2 separate regions of the Mus musculus genome follow, and region 2 is linked to region 1. The links are chromatin contacts, called in public promoter capture Hi-C maps. All regions are on one chromosome and are shown on one strand. The core of a region is the stretch at or near the end of the contact, and the rest is flanking DNA. Distances in the headings are between cores, read along the strand shown. Region 1 holds the start of Eva1a (eva-1 homolog A (C. elegans)). Region 2 holds the start of Wbp1 (WW domain binding protein 1).

The links. Promoter capture Hi-C pulls out the DNA fragments that hold promoters and counts their contacts.
Region 2: a promoter capture Hi-C map of liver shows a contact between it and region 1, with 2.2 times the contacts expected there. The contact joins the promoter of Wbp1 here to the promoter of Eva1a in region 1. A contact is called at or near these places in 5 of 39 promoter capture datasets (cranial neural crest, liver, maxillary cranial neural crest and 1 more) and 1 of 115 datasets of contacts at active chromatin or transcription factors (extraembryonic endoderm stem cells).

The regions. Positions count from the first base shown.
Region 1 is chr6:82,039,552-82,044,024 of GRCm38.p6, forward strand. Eva1a (eva-1 homolog A (C. elegans)) reads left to right here and starts at 2,077. Exons shown (of 3, transcript NM_145570.2): 1 at 2,077-2,350.
Region 2 is chr6:83,118,967-83,123,439 of GRCm38.p6, forward strand. It overlaps Wbp1 (WW domain binding protein 1), which reads right to left and starts at 2,495. Exons shown (of 5, transcript NM_016757.2): 1 at 2,237-2,495; 2 at 1,806-1,910; 3 at 1,219-1,321; 4 at 902-1,078; 5 at 78-754. The coding sequence starts at 2,305. The coding sequence ends at 294. Ino80b (INO80 complex subunit B) reads right to left here. Exons shown (of 5, transcript NM_023547.2): 5 at 2,799-3,398. The coding sequence ends at 2,862.

The DNA.
Region 1 (4,473 bases), core at 827-3,326:
TTTGACTGGGCTGTTGTCAGAGCAGGTGATGCCCGTTCTGCTCGCTGGAATCCAGGGAGCCCTGTGAATGGTGCAGGGAGGCCCCGTGTAGGGGCATCTTCTGTCCATATCAGTGAGGCCGCACATCAAGAAACGGAACTATGTAGATAGTAGCTTTCTTCCCCAACGCTGCTGAGAGGCAGTTCAGTGTTGTCTGCTTCATTATCACGGAGCAAGGCTACATTTCAGTAGGATGAAGCTTGTTCTAAGAATTCAGCATATATTAGCATCTCTTAGTAGCAATAATAAACACATCCAAAGCCAAATGGGGTCAGAGTATTCCAATGTCTTTTCTTCAGCCTAGGGGATAAATGGACTGGATCCAAATGTTCTCCTTAAACCAGTCTAAGGCCAAATGGTCCTGGAGAAGGTCTTGGCCACCTACCGGAAGGAAGCTGTGGTTGGTCCATCCCTTTATCCCACATACTGAGCATCAGTTCTGTGTGTGGTCCGGATCCAACCTGTGATCTCAAGCATGCCCAGGTGGCTGCAAACACAGCATGACGTCATGAATCCTTTGTGCTGCCTCTCCATCTGCCTGCTGATACAGCTGCCCAGTTATGGGGAGCGTGCCGAGTGCCTGGGTATGGAATTTGGAGTTGGTTAAGTGTGTGTATCTTTTACAGATAAGAAAAACTGAAGTCTGGAGAGGAGGCCTTATTCAAGTTCAGGGAGTAGTTTAGTGGCCGTCCAAAGCTAGAACTGGTTGCTCAAGGCACCGATGAAGCAAGACCCTTCCTGCCAGACCAGTAGCTTCTATAAGAGAAGACAACTGGTCTGTGTTTACATCAGGACCCTGAGATTGTTTTCTTTGAGGGAAAGCACTGCATTTCAAGGTTAAATAAAGCAAGCACTGTTTGGCCAAGTGTAGACTATGGCTCTCAGCCCTGGCTCTGTCAGATCAACTTTCAGAAACACACTTGGGGGACCCTCTTTAGACAAATTCAGTGATCGTATGAGTGGACCTGGGTTTCTTCTCATTTTTAAACCTAATAGCTTAAAGTCCAGCCAGGGCTCTGTGGTCTGATATATTCAGTCCACCATGCCACCAATGGTCTTGAAAGCAACATTTTCAAATAGCATCTGAATCCGGGCATTGGGTCAGAATGTAGACTCTCAGTGAGTCAGGTCCAGAGGGGCAGGAGAACAGCAGCTGTTTCTAGAGTATGCTTCTGATAGCAGTTCTCGAGGACACCTGGGATTCTGATGACCCCTTTTGGTCCCTGGTTATTCCATCCAATTTCTCCACCATCTGAGCCCTTGGTTTTCAGTTGCCCTGGTTCCCAGCAACACCCTTTCTTGGGCTGGCAGGGCGATCTCTTCTCTGTTCCCCTCCTTCTTCCTGTCTTTCACAGGGCTGGGCTGCACAGCCTGCCTGTCTGCCTGTCTAGACTGTCCTCTACCATTAAGACTGGTCCACTCCTATCTTTGCCCCAGTTACCTGTGCTAACTGCCGAGGAACAGGATGTCCTTTGGGGTCATTCTAGCCTGTTCTGCACCAAGCTCCTTGTGGCCACTGCATAAATACTCCTGTAGTTTAACAAAACTTCAAACCCAGGCAAGCAAGACCAAAAAGTGGTAATGTCTTCTGATACTAACGAACATTCCTTGGAGATTATGCATCAGACTTTAAACTCTCCACTCAGAAAAAAAAAAGAGTCGATCAAATTTAACAAAGTAAGTGGTTATTTCCTGTCTGGACTTGGGGTTTTAAAGCTGGCTCAACGAGTGCAGTCCACCAGGCAGGAATAAGCCAATGAGGGTTGGGGGTAGGGTTGGATTCTGCTTGCAGATCTGGGCTCCTTGCTGTAAAGAGGGAAATGTTGGAAGTTCGGGACAAGGTGGGGACCGCGGATGGGGAGATCATGTAACCCAGGGGACGGTGGGAAGCGCGGGGAGGCAGGCAAGAGTTGCCAAAGTTGAACTAAGTTGGAGCAGCCGTTCAGGTTTCGCGTCTCGCGGCGCCCACGTGGGGAAGGGGGCGGGGAGCGGGAGGGAGGGCAGGTCCGGAGCCGAGGGGCGGGGGTGGGGTGGGGTAGCGGGGGGAGACCGAAGGAAATGAGACAACCTTTTCCTCCCACGGACTCAGGCTCCTCTAGAGTGTGCAGGGCTGGAGGAGTCCAGAGGCTGGGTGTGCGCGTTCCGTGCTCAGCCCTGATTGGGGAGGGCCGCCCCAAATTGCTCTCCGGCGCGCGGGTGCCCCAGCCACAGGGCGCAGCAGCACACTGCCGTGCCCTTCCCTAGGTGATCTGATCCACTCCAGGCCCCCCTGCTCGGTCCCCGGAAGTACGCGCCAGTCGTCCTAGAGAAGGTAAGCTGCTTCCCCGAAGCGCGCTCAGGGCGCGGGGACACTCTAATTCTGCTGAGCGGGAACTCTTTAGTGCTCTTCGGATCCCAAACTACCGCTTTGTTTCCAAACCCCTGTCCAGGTGTTAGCACCGGTCCTGCCTTCTTCTTTTGCTTCTCCTTCCTTCTGGCGTCCCCAGCGTCTTGATCCTGTTTGGCTTGGTCAGACCACTCTTACCCTCTGCCTTGGGCTTTGGAGAACTCGTGAATTCCAAATCAGGGCGCTTCTCTTAGCTGCTCCAATCCCTGGAGCTTGGCTGAGCGGGCCAGTCGGCGGCGGCGGATTTAGGCTTGGCTGGGGATTAACCCACCTGAAGCCGGCCTAGCGAAGTACTTAGTTAACTCTTCTCAGAGCCACTGAACTATTGACACTTATTTGACGACCCCCGCCCCCCCGCGCGTCCCCAGATCCCCGAGATTGGAGTGGACCGTGGCGTTCTAAGGCTGTTGGCGCCCCCTAAAGCTTTAAATGTGACGCTCTGTTGCTGGAGAGGGACTCATCAGGTTTGGGGGTGAAGGATCCCGACGACTGGGGGTAGAGGGAAGAGATCTTTGCAGGGCATGAAGACAAACCAGTATGGCTCTGAAGCCGGCGAGACGGACCCGCTGGGTAGTTTCATTTTTGTTACTTAGTTAAACACCTTTTCCAACCTTAGGCCTGTGGCAGGAACTTCTAGGAATCTTGGCTTTAAAAATGGACAAAAGGAAAGGAGGGAGTAAGCGGCCTTGAGCCTCGCAGTTTGCAAAGGGTCCAAGCGTGAATTTGGATCCCAACAGGTCTGTGCCGCACACCCCAAGTCCAGCCCTAAAGATGGTTCCTCAGTCCAGTCTGAGCAAGAAATCTGCTACCTCCTGCCTGCTCACACTCAGGGAAGACCAAGCCTTTACCTTTTATAGCAAATACATCGCGATTCCGTTCAAATCCAAAGCGTTTATTTAGAGCCGGCTGCCGTCCTAGCTCACTGAAGAGGATACTACCCGGCGCCGCGCTCTCTCAGCCCCTCCCTCCCCTCCAGGCAGTGTAATTGTTAGTCTGCCACCGCGGGCCGGCTTGAGGTCAAGTCCGGTGTCAAGGAAGCCAGGGTCAGACCACCAGCCTTGGTAATGCCTTCTTGTGGCTGTTTTCTCTTCGGAAAAATAGTGGGGCCAAGAGTGTAACACACAGGGGTGGAGGTTGGAGGGGTTGGGGGGGAGTGGGGCGGCTAGCACTTGGGAGTGGAATCCGGAGGATCAGAAGCTCAAGGTCATCTGTGGCCACAAAATGAGTTTGAGTCCAACCTCGTTCCACAGGATTCTGCCTCAAAATACCAGAGTCAACGCCCCCCCTCCGATGTCAACCAGGAAGTAAAGATGGTGGAGCTTAATTTTAATTTTAGAGATATTTTATTTTGTATTTTGTGTATGTGTGTGTGTGTGCCACATGTGCTTTAATTGTGGCCCTTAAGGGAAGTCTGGTAATAGCTGGAGATACTTTTGGCCCTCACCCTGTGGGTGAGGGAGGATGCTGTTCGCTTGGTGGAATGCTCAGGAGAACCCTCTCCTCACAATACCTCTGGCCCATTACTGCTTGTGCTTTCATTGGGTCACCCTGACTTAAGGAACTGGCTCACAGAGAGTATCCCAACTCCCCTCCTTTCCAGATTACCCCAGCCCCTGTTCTCATATCCCCACCCCCACCTGCAGCCCCAGAGTCAGAATTCCACTGCTGGCTTCCCACCAGGCCGCTGGCCTGCCCCACACTTTTCTTGCTTCTCCATTGCTTACAGAAAGGACCTGGGTCTACAGGTGTCTGTCAGTCATTAACAGCAGCCCCTAGCCGGTCTCTTGAGGGGTGAGGCTTAATCTGTGACCTTGCACACCAGCTCCAGGCTTCCCTGCCCACCCTCAACCTCTAGCCCTTCTGCCATGCTTCCAACACATCCCAGTTCACCGATCCTCTGCTGTTTTGACCTCTTGAACCCACCTTCCCCGCCCTAGTGGCTTGGCAAACTGCTCATCTTTCTTTGGTCTAGAACTCAGTCTCTTCTGGATGGGAGCTTTTCTCCATTTCTTAGGACAGTGCCCTTGTTCCCTGCTGCCCTACCCAGT
Region 2 (4,473 bases), core at 1,245-3,744, 1.1 Mb after region 1:
CCGTTTCTTCCCTTCAGGGCCAGTGTGGTTAGGAGGCATGCAATGAGCTGAGATCTACTCTACCCAGAATCACAAGCAGCTGGTTCATGTCTCTTTAATGAGATTAAAGGCTCCTGTGTATGTCTTGGGAGTGAGTAAAGATAGCACAGTCCTCGGTGCTGCCCCTCTTCAGGGCTCCAGCCCTTTCAGGCGTGTTCTAGGAGGGTGGGGACGGTCCCACATGGAGGACTGCAGTTGAAACCAGGGCTGAATCCTGGTGGCCAAGTAATACCCAGTTTCCCTCTTGAAACTACTTATGGGATGTCCCCACAACTAGAAGCCAGCCCCATGGGAGGAACTTGGGACACAGAATCTGGGGGCAGTGCACAAGGGGAATGGTCTTCCAGATCTGGCTGGGAGGCACTAGCCCTCGCTTCCTTGAGTGGCTCACCTTCACTGGAGTCAGGACAAGGGCAGAGCTCAATACCCGAGTCACCAGTTAGGCGACGATAGCGGCAGGAAGGGGGTATGTGAACTGGGCTCAATCCTGCCCTGGGCTCACCCTCCTGGTGAGGGAGAGCACTCTGCTGGGAGGAAACACCTTCTACATTTGTCCCCTCCAAGTGGGCAGAGCAGCTGGATTCGGAAGAGCAGCGGGTGCATTCACTGGAAGTAGTCCAAGGGTAGCCTGGGCCCACAGTGTAAGGAGGTGGCGGTGTGCCTGGGTGGTGAACCACATCCTCGTAGGCTGGGGGTTTGAAGGCGCTGAGGAGGCCTGCAGGAGAGAGAACAGCATGGATGACTGAAGGACCTGAGCTACAAGAGTGCTCTGAAATGTCTGCCAGTGGAAGTGTGGGGTGGTTGAGGGTCCTGGCTTGGAAGGGGCTACTGGTTCTGCATCCAAGAGCTTCAGGTCACTCACGAAGGTCAAGCAGTGAACCGGTTGGAACAGGGCCAGCCCCGTGGCATGCCCCATGGTAAGCCAACAAGTTGATTTCACGCTGCCGCTGTTGCTGTTGCAGCCTGAGTTTAGCCCTTCGGTGGCGGAAGGCACAACAGCAGCTAAAGAGGATGAGGACAGTCCAAAGCAGCCAGAACCCTGCAGGAGGCAAAGAGGGCACAACTCAGACCACCACCCCAGACTCCAGCCCTAAGCAGAGAAGGGTCTTTGGTAGCTGAGTTCAGAAATCCAAGGGAGGATGGGCATGGAACCTGAGATGGATCCCTTTGAAGACTCACACCAGAGTTCATAGTAGTAGGTGCAGCAGCCAGTCTCCCCACAGCAATGACCAGTCTCACAGAGGTAGGGCTGGGTATTCACTCCTGGGCACAGCTCTCGAAGCTGGAGGCAAGGAGGCACTAAGAACCAGGGGCTTCTACCCAAGGCCCTGTCCACCCCCACCTCCTGCACGCACATACAGTCCCACCCACGAGCCGACCTAGCTTGGAAGGATGGCATGGGATGCTAAAAGGAGGGTCTATATGTAGGGCTATCAGTATGGAAGATTTAAAATGCCAGAAACTAGTGAGAAAGTAAAGTGTAAATACAGAGAAAGTGATATCAGTTCTTTAAACCCAATACTTTTCTCACAGAAGCCTGGCCCCAAGGGTGGTTTTTTGTAGGCTAATGTTTTAAAAGAAACAAAACATAGTGTGACAATGGGTAGGAATTTAAGGCCATTTCCAAAGCTAAAAAGCTTTCAACATCTCCCACCCCAAAGGTCTGCCTCCCACACCCCCAAGATGGTTTTTTTTTTCCACCCCTGGGTCTCAAGCTCCCTGGGGTAGAGGAGGCACAGTGTGAGACCCAGAGCAGTGCTCCCAACCAGATGGGATTGCTGTGGATGATAAAGGATGGTATCCAGGGCGCGAGTCTGGGTTCCAGCTCGTCTCCAAATTGCTCCCTCAAGAGAAGATGCTGCCGGACTCTGCTGTGACAATAGGCACAGAGAAAAACATCACAAATAACTGCTGCAAGACAGAGGGAACCTCCCTGGGGGTTTCACTACGCCTCTGGTAACTGGAGAGCCACTGCAGGCTTGCATTGCAACCATGAGATGGGGTCTAAGAGGGTGCAGGTAAAGTCAACTGCATCTACGTAATAAGTCTAGACAAAGAGTAGAATGGTCATGTTCAGGAACTTCAGAGTACCTTTGGCTCCATGAGCTCCTCCCCCACCCCGGACAGGAAGTGACAGGAAAGGGGAAAGAGAAATAAATGGCTGTAGTGAGATAAGCTTTTAGAGCTGCTGGGATACCTGCTGTTGCGGCGCCTGAAGTGACCCCCAGGCCTCTTCGCTGCTGTTCCTGCTGCTGGCCCGAGCCATGCCTCCACCTACAGACCCCTGAAGACCACAGCCTCCTCCACCGCCAGCTGCCCCGCCCCTGCCACCTCTGCCGCCACTTCCATGGTCCCTGCCCGGCCCATCGCCACCGGTGCCACCATCACTCCGCGGCCGGAGCTCCCGGCCGGGGAGAGCACCTCCAGAGGACACAGTTGCTCAGTCCAGCCAATCAGAATCGCTAACTAACAGATCAGCCAATAGGAACCGGTCACAGGTTTCTCCTTTTGCCCAATCCGCAGCGGCGCCTGTGCCGCTCTCCCAGACAACAAGAACTCACACAGACAAAGACAGGGGAAAGGCTCGACCAAATGCCTGACTGACAGCAACAATAGCCAGTACGGACAACAGAACAAGCTTTGACTTATCGGCCAATGAACGGCCGTTCAGCACAAAAATTTTCGCCGATTGGCTGAATGACTTTACACACTCAGGTTCAGACTCCGCCGGCTTCCCACTCCAGCAATTCGATACAAGCTGAGGCACTGTACGAAATTTAATAGGGTGGGGGAGACAGCAGGAATGTGGCGTGGGAGAGGTCTTAGGTGGCCAGGAGTGGGGACCCCGGGCCCTCGGGCCCTCCCAGCCGTAGCTGCAGGTTGATGCGGTAGCACTGTAGGCTGCAAAGGGCCTGGCCGGTGCGGGAGCAGGCATAACGACGCGGGTGGGGGCAGCCGGGGACAGAGCATCGTGGAGCGGGGCCCGATGGGGCAGGCCGCTGTGCCACCGCCGTGGGTGTGGGAACGCCGGGAGGAAAAGACAAGGTGGAGCCCTGTGCCCCGCTGCAGTAGCGCACCATGGGTGCAGGGGCCGGGGCAGCAGCCCGTCCTCCGCGCCGCTCGCCCCGCGCCGCCCCGCGCCCTCCACGCCCGCTAGGAGCGGCCGTCTTGGTGAGGCGCTCAATTGTCTGATTTTTGTGCTCCTCGGCCCTCCTCGCCGCCTGCAGCCGCCGCTTCCGTGCACGCTCCTCACGCTTCAGCAGCATCTCTTCGGTGAGGGCAGGGGCAGGGCAGCCCCCACCCACTGGCAGAGGCAGAGTCGGGGACGGCTGGCTCCGCGCCTTCTGGAGGAGGGCTCGCTGGGGAAAGAGACAGAGGATGTCTGAGAACCAAATGGCGAGGTTTTTGGGGTCACCCACCCCTATTTTCGTTTGTTTTTGTTTCGAGGCGGTCTCACTATATAACTTTGGCTGCCCTGTAAGTCACTATGTAGACCAGGCCAGCCTGGAGCTCACACTCTTGCCTCTGTTCCCTAGGTGCTGGGATCAAATGCTTGTGCCACTGTCCCCATCTTTAGGGACCCTTAATACCACACTTCTCTTCCCAGGGTTCCTGCCTCTCACTCAGGTCCAAAGGAGGAAACAAAAGTATGGTACCCTGCCTGCCCCTTGTGTAGGTTTTTGTTGTTGCTGTTATTTTAAATAGTATCTCAGGAAAAAACATCAACTTGGATTTGGCTCAAACCAAAAAGAATTACCCTGGATTCCTTTTTTCTCCCACTAAGTAGCTACTTCCGTCATACATCCAGGCTTCAGTGCAGGTTTCTCTATTCCTTTTACTACTTTCTTCTGGACTCGGGCCATCACCAGCTCTCCCAGTTTCCACACCCCATACCCCTCTCCCAGTTTATTGATTGATTGTGTCAGGCTATCTATATGTATTTTTAGATGCCTCGGAATTTGTAACCATCCTCCTGTCTCTCAAGCTCTGGGGCACAGGTCTGCGCCACGACAGCCTACACTTCAGCAGCTTCCTAAGGAAATTCCTTACCCCTACTAAGCTTCACAGCACATAATTGCCAAAGTAATTAAGCCAGCTATGTCACTTGTCAGTATATATCCCCCTGGGTGACCTGGCCACACTCTCCTTCTGGGTCTCTGTGCCCCTGGGCTCTATGTCAGCTGGCCTCTCTGTCTGAGAAGCTCCCCTGGTACTGGAAATGTCATCTCTTCAAAGGCATTCTAGACTGGAAAGACTACTCAGCGGCGAGGAGCACCGGCCCTTGGGGAGGACTCTCATTCAGTTCCCTGCACCTACATGGCAGCTCTCAACTGTCTGTAAATCTAGTTCCAGGAGTTCTGATGACCAATGGCCTCCATGGGCAACGGGCACACACTCATCCACATAAAGTAAATACGATTTATCTTTAAAAAA